2 separate regions of the Bos taurus genome follow, and region 2 is linked to region 1. Evidence: chromatin contacts called from public Hi-C data. All regions are on one chromosome and are shown on one strand. The core of a region is the stretch at or near the end of the contact, and the rest is flanking DNA. Distances in the headings are between cores, read along the strand shown.

The links. A called contact is a pair of places that touch in the nucleus more often than the background predicts.
Region 2: a contact with region 1 is called in a Hi-C map of liver, with 2.9 times the contacts expected there. The contact joins two enhancer-like sites. A contact is called at or near these places in 4 of 11 Hi-C or Micro-C datasets (blastocyst, liver and skeletal muscle).

What each region holds. Positions count from the first base shown.
Region 1 is chr11:81,690,958-81,695,931 of ARS-UCD2.0, forward strand. No RefSeq gene overlaps it. Among named protein-coding and RNA genes, the nearest start is that of CYRIA, 93 kb to the right of the region's middle. Within about 2 kb of position 2,579, at least 33 of the 102 cell types and tissues checked have an H3K27ac peak or open chromatin away from gene starts, as enhancers often do. A contact at or near this core is called in liver, where this site is marked.
Region 2 is chr11:81,827,306-81,832,279 of ARS-UCD2.0, forward strand. It overlaps CYRIA (CYFIP related Rac1 interactor A), which reads left to right. Exons shown (of 12, transcript NM_001075172.1): 2 at 2,446-2,597. Among named protein-coding and RNA genes, the nearest start is that of CYRIA, 44 kb to the left of the region's middle. Within about 2 kb of position 2,431, at least 5 of the 102 cell types and tissues checked have an H3K27ac peak or open chromatin away from gene starts, as enhancers often do. A contact at or near this core is called in liver, where this site is marked.

The sequences.
Region 1 (4,974 bases), core at 1,329-3,828:
GGTGGAGGGCCCTCACAGGTCACCAGTCCCTTCCTCCTGTTAGAACATGAGGCCCCTCGGCAACCCTCTGACAGTCAGTGCAGAGGACGCTGTTACCATTTGCAGACGAACAGACTGAGGGGCTGAAAGACGACAGTGTGCTTTGTCTTATTCACTCATGTTAGCTAAAGGAATAATCAGATCAACAAACCATCTGTTTTTGCTTTTCTTCATTCTTATTTCTGCCAGCCAGGTCCTCCAGCCTCACTATCTGAACCTGACTGGACCCCCTCCTCCAAAGTCACCCCACCCCATGAGCAAGGCTCACTGCTGCCAGAGGCCCTAAGAGATACTGAGCCCAGCCTTCTTTGTGTGAGCCCTGAGAAAACACCCAGGAAGGAGGTCTATGATTCACAGAGTGGTTACTTGGCACCCGCATTGATAGGCAGTATTTTACACATGGTTTGACTATAACAATTCCATGCAGTATGTGCTATTATTCTCATTTTGCAGACAAAGAAACTGAGGTGTAAGGCAGTGATTAACTCACCTAAATCCAGGTTGCCACTCCAGATAGAGGGAGTCTTTGCACCCAGTCCACTTTCCCAATCTGGACTCCCTACTCCTATCTCCCTCCATCAGGAATTTACTTTCTAATAAAGTAGAAAGACATATCAGTCATTCATTCTAAACAAGGTGGGAAGCACAGTGACAGTGACATGAAGATGTTAACACTTGGGCCCAGACAGGGAGGGGCACCTACTCCACCTTGGCAGGTGAGGAAGGGCTTCCTGCAAGTGGTGAGGTGATGTCAGAGCAGGAGTCCTCAGGAGCTCAGGCACAAGGGTGTTGCCTGTGCTGTAAATAAGACTGCAGCATGTTCTCACTTAAACTCTCTCATGATTTCCATTGCAAGCAGTATACAAACCCACTCACCCCAAGATCTAGTCTTTACATACTTCCCTGGTCTCCGCTCTCTTTACTCTCTCCTTGTCTACTTATTTCCCCCTCTCTGGCCCTCTCTGTGGTGGTACCGGCTAATATTATCCCAGGCTTGCAGATATTGTTTGCACTTACTGTTCCTTTTGCTTGAATTTTTCTTCCCTCCTCATCCTCCTTTGTAGCCAAGCCCTCTCCAGAACATCTTTCTGCTCACCCTTGCCAAAGGTGTCCACTCATAGTTCTTCCTTATTATGTTGTTTTATTTATTATCTTCAAAGCACTTACTAGTACCTGAAATTATTTATCCATCATCTATCTGTCTATATATCCATGTATCTATCTGTTAATCTATCTATCTTCTGTCTATGGGGGTTTCCAGGTGGCTCAGTGGTAATGACTCTTCCTGACAATGCAAAGAGACACAGGTTCGATCCCTGGGTCAGCAAGACTTCCTGGAGGAGGAAATGGCAACCCACTCCAGTATTCTTGCCTGGAGAATCCCATGGACAGAAGAGCCTGGCGGGCTACAGTCCACAGGGTCACAAATAGTCAGATATGACTGAGCAACTGAGCATGAATGCATCTACATATACTTATCATCTATCCATCCATCGCCTGTCTCCCATACTGGAATGTAAGCTCCTTGAGCACAGGACTTTGTCTTGTGAATATCTGATCCCAGTATCTAGGTCAAGCCCTCTGTACATATGGGATGAGTGACTGGTTGCCTGTAGGACTTCCAGCTGCTCAAGGAAGACTTCCTGGAGGAAGGAGGAATATGGTTGGACCCAATTGGTAGACATTTGGAAAAGAGGAAGAAGATTCATTAGAGTAGAGGTTGACTTTTTTTTTTTTTTCTGTAAAGTAGTAATTCAGAAAAATATCAGACATCACAGTTAGCTGCCCTAAAGTCCTAGACTGGATAATTGCCAGTCAAGGAGCCAGGAAACCTGGATTCTTATCCTCACTCTTCAACTAATCTATCGCAAGATTCCCCCTCCCTGGACTTTAGTTTGGCCATCTGAGAAAGGAGTGGTTGGGACTTGACTGATCTCTAAACCACCCTTCAGCTCTCAGATTCCAGGAGGATGAATTTTCAGCATCCTTGCCTAGTCACTGACTACTGAGACTTCAGGCTGGTCCTCCTAGCGTGGCCACACACACTCAGCCTTGCCACCATTGGACAGATGACTCGGGGACAGCAGGGCTTATTCTGAGCCTCAGCCAGGGCCGCAGAGACCCTGCTGTTGTTACACAGCCTGTGTGCTGGGCGGTGAGCCCGGTACTCAGCTTCCTCTGGACGGAGAATTCGGATGTTCACTCTCTGTGCCACCAGGTGGCGCTACTCTCCAAGACACAGTGCCTTCCTGCTAGAAGGTCGTTTGAATGCCCTTGGAGCTGAATGATATGCAAAAAATAGCCCAGGCTGATGGTTGGTAAATATGTTCTGGTGCTGGTGCAGGCTCCCAGGGGATGAGAAGGGGTTGACACATAACCGGATATGAGGAAAAGTGAAACGTGGGAAGGGAGCTGAGGAGAGCAGCCTCCTCTGAGAGACTGGTGCAGCCAGTCGAAGCCGGGTTCTGGGCCGGGGATTGGGCCTGGGGCTCTCCCTTGTGGCTCACTCTGGCCAGTGGTCCCATGGCACCGCCCACAGGCCCACGCCCCAGCCATTGCTCCAGGGCAGCTTCCTCCCCCAGCCCGGTAAACTCCAGGCCACAAGGATGTTGCAATCTTCATTTTTGGAGAGAACACAAGACAGTTGTTTCTTTGACCCAGGGGCTCTGGCCTGCGGGCCCTGCAGCTGTCTCCACAAGAGGCAAAGGCGGGCAGGGGCCAGGGAGAGCCCTGAGCCGACCATCTCATCTGAGGCCCACGCTTACTCTCTGACAAGGGCAACAGGAACCCACCGGACCCTGAATCCCCTGAATCTTTGCCACGGATAGAGGACTGACCCAGGTTTCGGGAGGCGCCCACCAGCGGGCAGCCAGACAAGCGTGTAGATAGGGTGGCAGGGCCCTACAGGAAGGGAGACGAGTGGTTTACGCAGAGGAGAGTGTCCCGCTGTCATTCTGGTGGGGACCTGGCTGGTCAGGAGAGTCTCACGGGGGGCTGGGGGGGGGGGGTAGGAGGGAGAGCGGCGTGGCCGCGGGGCTCGGGCTGGGGCAGTAGGAACCGGAAGTGAGGGAGGAGCCGGAGGAGACAAAGGAACTGGAAGTGAGGGAGATGAGGAAGACAGGGTTCCGGGGTAGGGAGCTGTGGGAGCAGAAACCCCGGGTCTCAGAGGAGAGCCTGGAGCCTGGGGGTGGAAGCATTCGGCAAAGCAGGGACTTTGATTTGCGGTGAAGAGGCATCTAACACATAGGTAGAGAGCAGACTGGAGAGGCAGGAGGTAAAGCCTGTGGGCGCCGTGGTTAAGACCCCAACGTTGTTTGACAGCAATGGACGGTTGTTGAAGGGCTTGAAGCAGGAGAGTGACGTGGTTGGACCATCTAGAGGGATGAACACGACTGTGCCGTGGTGCTGGGTTGAACTGGACGAAGTGGGGCAGACCTGAGCTGGGCTGGCTGATGGGAGCTTTACAGCAAGACAACGATGCCGACGAGGCCACGAGGGCAGAAAGAAGGCAGAGAAGGGGGTACCCCAGGAAAAGGCAATATCAGCCAAAGAAAAGCGAGCCCCGTTGGTTGGGCAGCAGTCATCGTTTTGGTACAACTATGAAAGACAAATCTTCTAGGTGAAATTTATGTGGAAATTAGCCTGCAATTTCCCCTGCTAACAGCGGGGGATATTCGAAGATCTTGTCATCCTCTGTTTTTGTTCACTGATTTTCTTTGATGAAATCATTTGAAAATCCCAAGTTTAATATGAGTCGAGATGGCTCAAACCTCAGCCGTATGCACAGTGTCATTTCCCATTTCTCAGGAGTAACTGGTCTCAATGAAGCATCAAAAACAAACAGACGAGATGGAGCCAGAATCAAACGGCAGGAAAAAAAAAATGTGATGATGAAGCACGTGGGTCAGGGAACTAGTTACTTTCCAGTTGTTTTTACTTACTGTTCCCTCAGTCCTCCAGGCCTTGTCCATCTCTCCCTCTTCCATCCAGGATCACCTGGACCAGAGGCAGCCTGGAGTCAGGGAGACATGCCAACCACTGGACACTCGAGAAGGCCTCTTTATGAGACCCATGACTCACATTTGCTGGATCCATCTGCTCCCCGAACTCTTTACAAGACCACTGCAGGGTCCTGGTGGCTCTTCCTGCAGCAGAATTCTCCAGGGAGGAAAAGTGGGATCCAGCCTGAAGAATGGGTTTGCAGCACTCCCTTCCTTCTGCAGTGCCATCATCTGTGGTCACGTCCACAGCTCTGGAAGGGGCGTACATGCTAAGTCGCCTCAGTCGTATCCATCGTTTTGTGACCCCATGGACTGTTATCTACCAGGCTCCTCTGTCCATGAAATTCTCCAGGCAAGAAATACTGGAATGGGTTGCAATTTCCTACTCCAGGGGATCTTCCCAACCCAAGGATTAAATCCACACCTCTTATGTCTCCTGCATTGGCAGGTGGGGTCTTTACCACTAGGGCCATCTAAAGGGGTAGAGCAACCGAAGTACAAAGTACAAGCCTGGCCCCTAAAGTGGGACTCTGTCATTGACAGGATCCCACTGGTGTTATCCATGTGCAACATGCCACTGACCAAAGTCCCCAGAACACTAGAAACAAGTAAAGGAGAATATAGTCTTTGAAAGGCTCAACTGAGGAGTTAGTTTGGGGTGTCATGGTTCTCTCTGTCACCCACTAAGTCAGGACTGTCAGCTGATGATCCTGAATGTGTTGTCAAACAGCTATGCACAATTCAACCAAGTTGAACTTCAACTTGAAGTTACTTAAATTCTCTGAGCCCCACACTTATTTTTCCCCCAAAATGATAAATTAGCAAGTTTAACTGATGCCCTCTGCATTCCTTCCAGGCATCTCTGATTCCATCACAGTACTTTTACTTACTAACTCAGTATGTAATGGTCTAAGCAGAGAATATTCAAACCAAA
Region 2 (4,974 bases), core at 1,181-3,680, 140 kb after region 1:
GAATTCACGGGCACGACCCCAAAGGTGGAGGAAACTAACTTCTCTCCCCGGCCCGACCCCGATCCCCCCACTCCCCACCCCGCTACCACCGTGACCTGGTTTCCCAAAATGCAAGGCTCAGAAATCCCTTTCTCATCAGGCAGGAGTTGCTGTGTTTTCTCTATCATTTCCTTCCCTTCCCCCGCCACTTCCTGTTTTTTCTTCCCCTTTCTCCACCCCCCATCATCTCTCCAGCCTGTCCCTTGTTGTCCAAGACCAGGAACAGAGGCCGGCCGTTGATAATCATGATTTCCTGACAGGCCCTCTGGCTGCTCGGGGCCAGGCCCAGCCCGGCATCTCTGGGGCACGTGAGCCCTGGTTGGCAGCACACAGGAAGCCAGGGCCCTTCGAGCCTCTTGTCTGAATGAGAATCTAACGAGAATAACCCTTCATGTCCTGACAGCATTAACAGCTGCCAGAGAACTTTCGCCTGCCTTCAAGCTAACACACTGGAAAATAAGACAGCTCCTAGTGTTTTTTGGCCTAATAACTGTAGTCCAGTTTAGATGAACAAAACACGGATTTTGGAGTCAGAGATGAGTCCATGCCTAATTCTGCACCGAATTTTCTTTATGACTCTGCAGGGCATTCTAGTTCTTTCCAACTCAGCTCTAGGTCTAACCTTTTGGGAAAATGGAACTCATGGTACCTTTAGGGGAAGTTTTTGAGGATAAATTAGGAAACTGTATCTATAAGATTCACATGATATGAATGCTTTGCTTCATGAATGTGGGATCCCTTCTTTGGTTTTGATGTTTTGCATAGAGGAGTGGCTGTTCAAATGTACACTGTTCAGAAAAATCACATAATAAAACAACAAGGTCCTACTGTGTAGCGGAGACATTGTTTTGCTGACAAAAGTCCGTCTGGTCAAAGCTATGGTTTTTCCAGTAGTCATGTATGGATGTGAGAGTTGGACTAAAAAGAAAGCTGAGCACCAAAGAACTGAGGCTTTTGAACTGTGGTGTTGGAGAAGACTCTTGAGAGTCCCTTGGACTGCAAGGAGATCCAACCAGTCCATCCTAAAGGAGTTCAGTCCTGGGTGTTCATTGGAAGGACTGATGTTGAAGCTGAAACTCCAATACTTTGGCCACCTGATGCGGAGAGCTGACTCATTGGAAAAGACCTTGATGCTGGGAAAGATTAATGGTGGGAGAAGGGGATGACAGAGGATGAGATTGTTGGATAGCATCACCGACTCGATGGACATGAGTTTGAGCAAGCTCCGGGAGTTGGTGATGGACCGGGAGGCCTGGTGTGCTGCAGTCCTTGGGGTCACAAAGAGTCAGACATGACTGAGCGACTGAACTGAACTGAACTGAACTGTGTAGCACAGGGATCTATGTTCAATATCCAGTAATAAACCATAATGGACACACTCAGATATATGTATATATGTATAACTGAATCACTTTCTCTGGTAGCTCAGTTGGTAAAGAATCTACCTGCAATGCAGAAGATGTGGGTTTGATCCCTGGGTCAGGAAAATCCCTTAGAGGAGGAAATGGCACCCATTCCAGTATTCTTGTCTGGGAAATCCAATGGACAGAGGAACCTGGCAGGCTACAGTCCATGGGGTCGCAAGAGTTGAACACAACTGAGTGGCTAAACTACCACCATAACTGAATAACTTTGCTGTATACCAGAAACTAACACAATATTGTAAATCAATTATAGTTTAACAAAAAAAAAGTGGGGGGAATCACATAATGGATGATATCCATGGGAGGAGAGTCCATGTGTATTTCTGTGTTTTCTTGAAACATGTAGTGACAGATAGACAAAAAGAGACAGAGACAGATCAGCTGACCTAGGGGCTGGGTATACAGACGACTCTCATTAAAAAACCAACTCCACCCACCACTGTGCTCATGGGTCCCTCTCTTCCATAACAGTATTTTTCTAAAGGGAAACAGGGAAAACCATGCCAACCACATGCCTGAGGTGGACTGTTTTACTCATTCAGCTCCCAGGGGGTAATACTACAAAAAACTACAAAAACAGCATTCTGGAAAAAGTGCCACCTCTCTTTTGGAAAATCTGTTTTAAAAAAGAAAAAGAAAAACAGAGAGTTCCATTCAGGGTCAATGACCACTTGTTTGAGAAGTCAGATGGGTCACGTGGCTGCTTTTTAAAAATTTGTTTTAAAATTCCAGAGGCCAAAGAGTCAGAGACACGTTCTGATCTGGAGTCTTCCTCCAAGTGGCAAGACCCTTGAGTGAGGCTCTTTTCTTCTCTGAGCCTCAGTTTCCCCAACTACATGTGACAAGGTTGTTGTGTTTCTTCCGTCCCTGGTAATCGGTGATTCTGGGGCTGTCTCTGCTCTGCGTAAATGAATGTGTTATGGCCAGAGTAGAAGAGGAAATGGCCTCTCCTAGTAACATGACTTGTGTTCCCTTTCTGCAGATTATCACTCACCAGGGAGAGAGAAACCACAGGACTCTCAGGGGCCACAGCCCTGATCTGGGGAGCTAGACTTGTCTTGGCTGAACAGCTGCTCATCTGATTCGTTCCGTCAGCCTGGATTGGTGACTCCGAGTCACGGGAGAGATCTCCAGGTAAGAAACAACTGTCTTTGCTTTTAGCCGACAGCACGGTGATGACCAGCATTTTTAGTGCAGAGAATCTATGATATTCGGGCTTCCAGAATACCCAGAAGTCTCAAGGATGGTCCTTCGGCCAGATTTCTCATCTCTGATTGGAACTCATGCTTCCTTACACCACATACATGTACAAGGAGAAAAAAGAAAAAACAAGGATATAATAAAGAACTGATGTGTATTTCAAAGTAGCTCATTCTGAAGTGGTCAACTGTCCCCAGGTTCTGTAACTGTATTTTGAGTGGGAGCATTTGCTACATGAGTCTTCTGAGTGTTTAGGCAAGAAACAGAGGAGCTTGAAACATGGAGGGGGAGCAGCTCAGAACTGTTGTTGTAGGTTGCTCTGTCCCTACAGAATCCATCTGAGGGTTTCTTTCTGCCCATCCTGGCCATCCAGATTAAGACCAGCAAGGAGAGAAGTGGCTGACCTGGCATGAATTTAAGCCTCATGCCAGAGGCCTGGTTGGTGTCTCACTTGCTATAACATTTTGGGAGGTAAAACCAGCTGAATTTCCAGGTAAATTTGGCACCGCGGTGCACCACTACGGACTATGGTGCCCTTGCCTCTTCCCTCATCGCCAGCACGTTGGCTTTTTCTCTCCCACCGCCTCCCAGTCAGTTTTGGATACTTTTCTTCTTACCTGGAAGGGGAGAGGGTCACACCTACTTGAACCTCTTTGAACATCGGCCTGACACAAGCTGACATTCCTCCCAGGTGACCTAAGATCTGCTGATTTTGTCTGCTGGGACTGTGGGGTATCAGTGCATCTCCTTTAAGCTGGCCCAGGGCACCCACACATCCGAGGTCAGCAGTCACGAAGGAGGTGACAATACGTCCTGATGACCACACGCCCGTTTGTTACTCTTTCAGTGTTTGCTGCTGTTACCTTCTGCTATCTTCTCCTAAAGCTCATCTTTTTCATTTACATATTTTTATTTTCCCCTGAAAAGCAAAATCAGAAGCATTTCATAAAGCTTGACAGTACAGAAGGTAAGGCCAGGTGATTTCGCAGGTATTTTCCAGTTCTGAAGTCCTGGGGTTATTTTGTCCCAGACTTGTTCCTTATGCCAGATTCTCATTCTTGGGGGAACTGATTTGTCTTGTGCTCCTTGCCTTTCTTCCTCTTATGATTTCTTTCCCCCGAGGGGTCCCTGAGTTGTAGCATAATTCAGAGGAAGGAGAAGAGCTTTTGAAATTAGACAGACTTGATTTCACATCTCAGTTCTGCTATTTATTGGTTGAGTGATTTTTGTTTAGATCATCGTAAATTCCTGAGCTTCAGTTTCCCCACTGTAAGATGGGGACAGTCCCTGCTGTGATGAAGGCTTGTGCTTAGGCTCCAAGGAGACGATAATGCATTGCCGTGGGTTCTTGCAGATGGTAAACCTCAAAAAAATGTCAGCTTCTTTCCCTGGTCATCCTTATTCAGAGGTATTTCAATACAGCTTTGAGCCCCCATTGAGCTCCCTTTGAACCTGTGGCCAAAACCCTAGGGACAGGCTAGTCTACACACACAAGTAAAGAAGAGAACTGTTAACAGCTCTCGATTTCAGCATTCCTCTTCAGTAGCAGCCTTCCCTCTTCTAGCTTTGACAGACCACCTTCTGCAGTTCAACTATTTGACGGTTTGCTCTGTTACATCTCACCACCCTCCCAGCCTCTTGAGTACATCCTTTGTCCCATCAGATAGTAGCTGAAAACTAACTCATCACCAGCAGCTTTCCCACTTCAGACCAGCGTACTTCCAAGATCCAGACGAATGTCCTTACAGCTAGGATCAGCTGATTTGGGGGCAGATTTCCTGGCCCCTCAGAGAGACAGTTAGGTTTCAAGCACATGTTTGTCCAGGCCCACAGTGTTGGTTTTCTTCCTTAACTGTTAGCTCTTATGGGGCATTCTTTTATCCAGCCATCCATGCATTCCACAAATATGAATGAAGCATGTCTACACAGCAGGGGCATTCTTGGGGTTAGGGTTCTGTATAAAACAAAGCAAAATTCCTGTTTCCTTTGAGCTTGCATTCTGATGGGATCAAGGGCGTGTCAGTAAATAAACAAGCATATATTATCCCAGGTAGTACTAAGTGTTATGGAAAAAATAAAGCAAAAAATAATGACCATAAAGCCAATTCACAGTGATAGCAGTACCTGTATGCCTGTAGCCCCCAGCCTCCGGTTTTCAGCAGGATACCAGGGAAGCCCCCCTGACTGGGTGTCACTGGAGCAGGATCCGAACAAAGTTGGGGACGGAGGCTTGAAGGAAAGTGGGAACAAAGGTTGTGAAGTGGGCATGTGCTTGGGCTACAAGGAGCTGCCAGTGGCCAATAGGATTGGA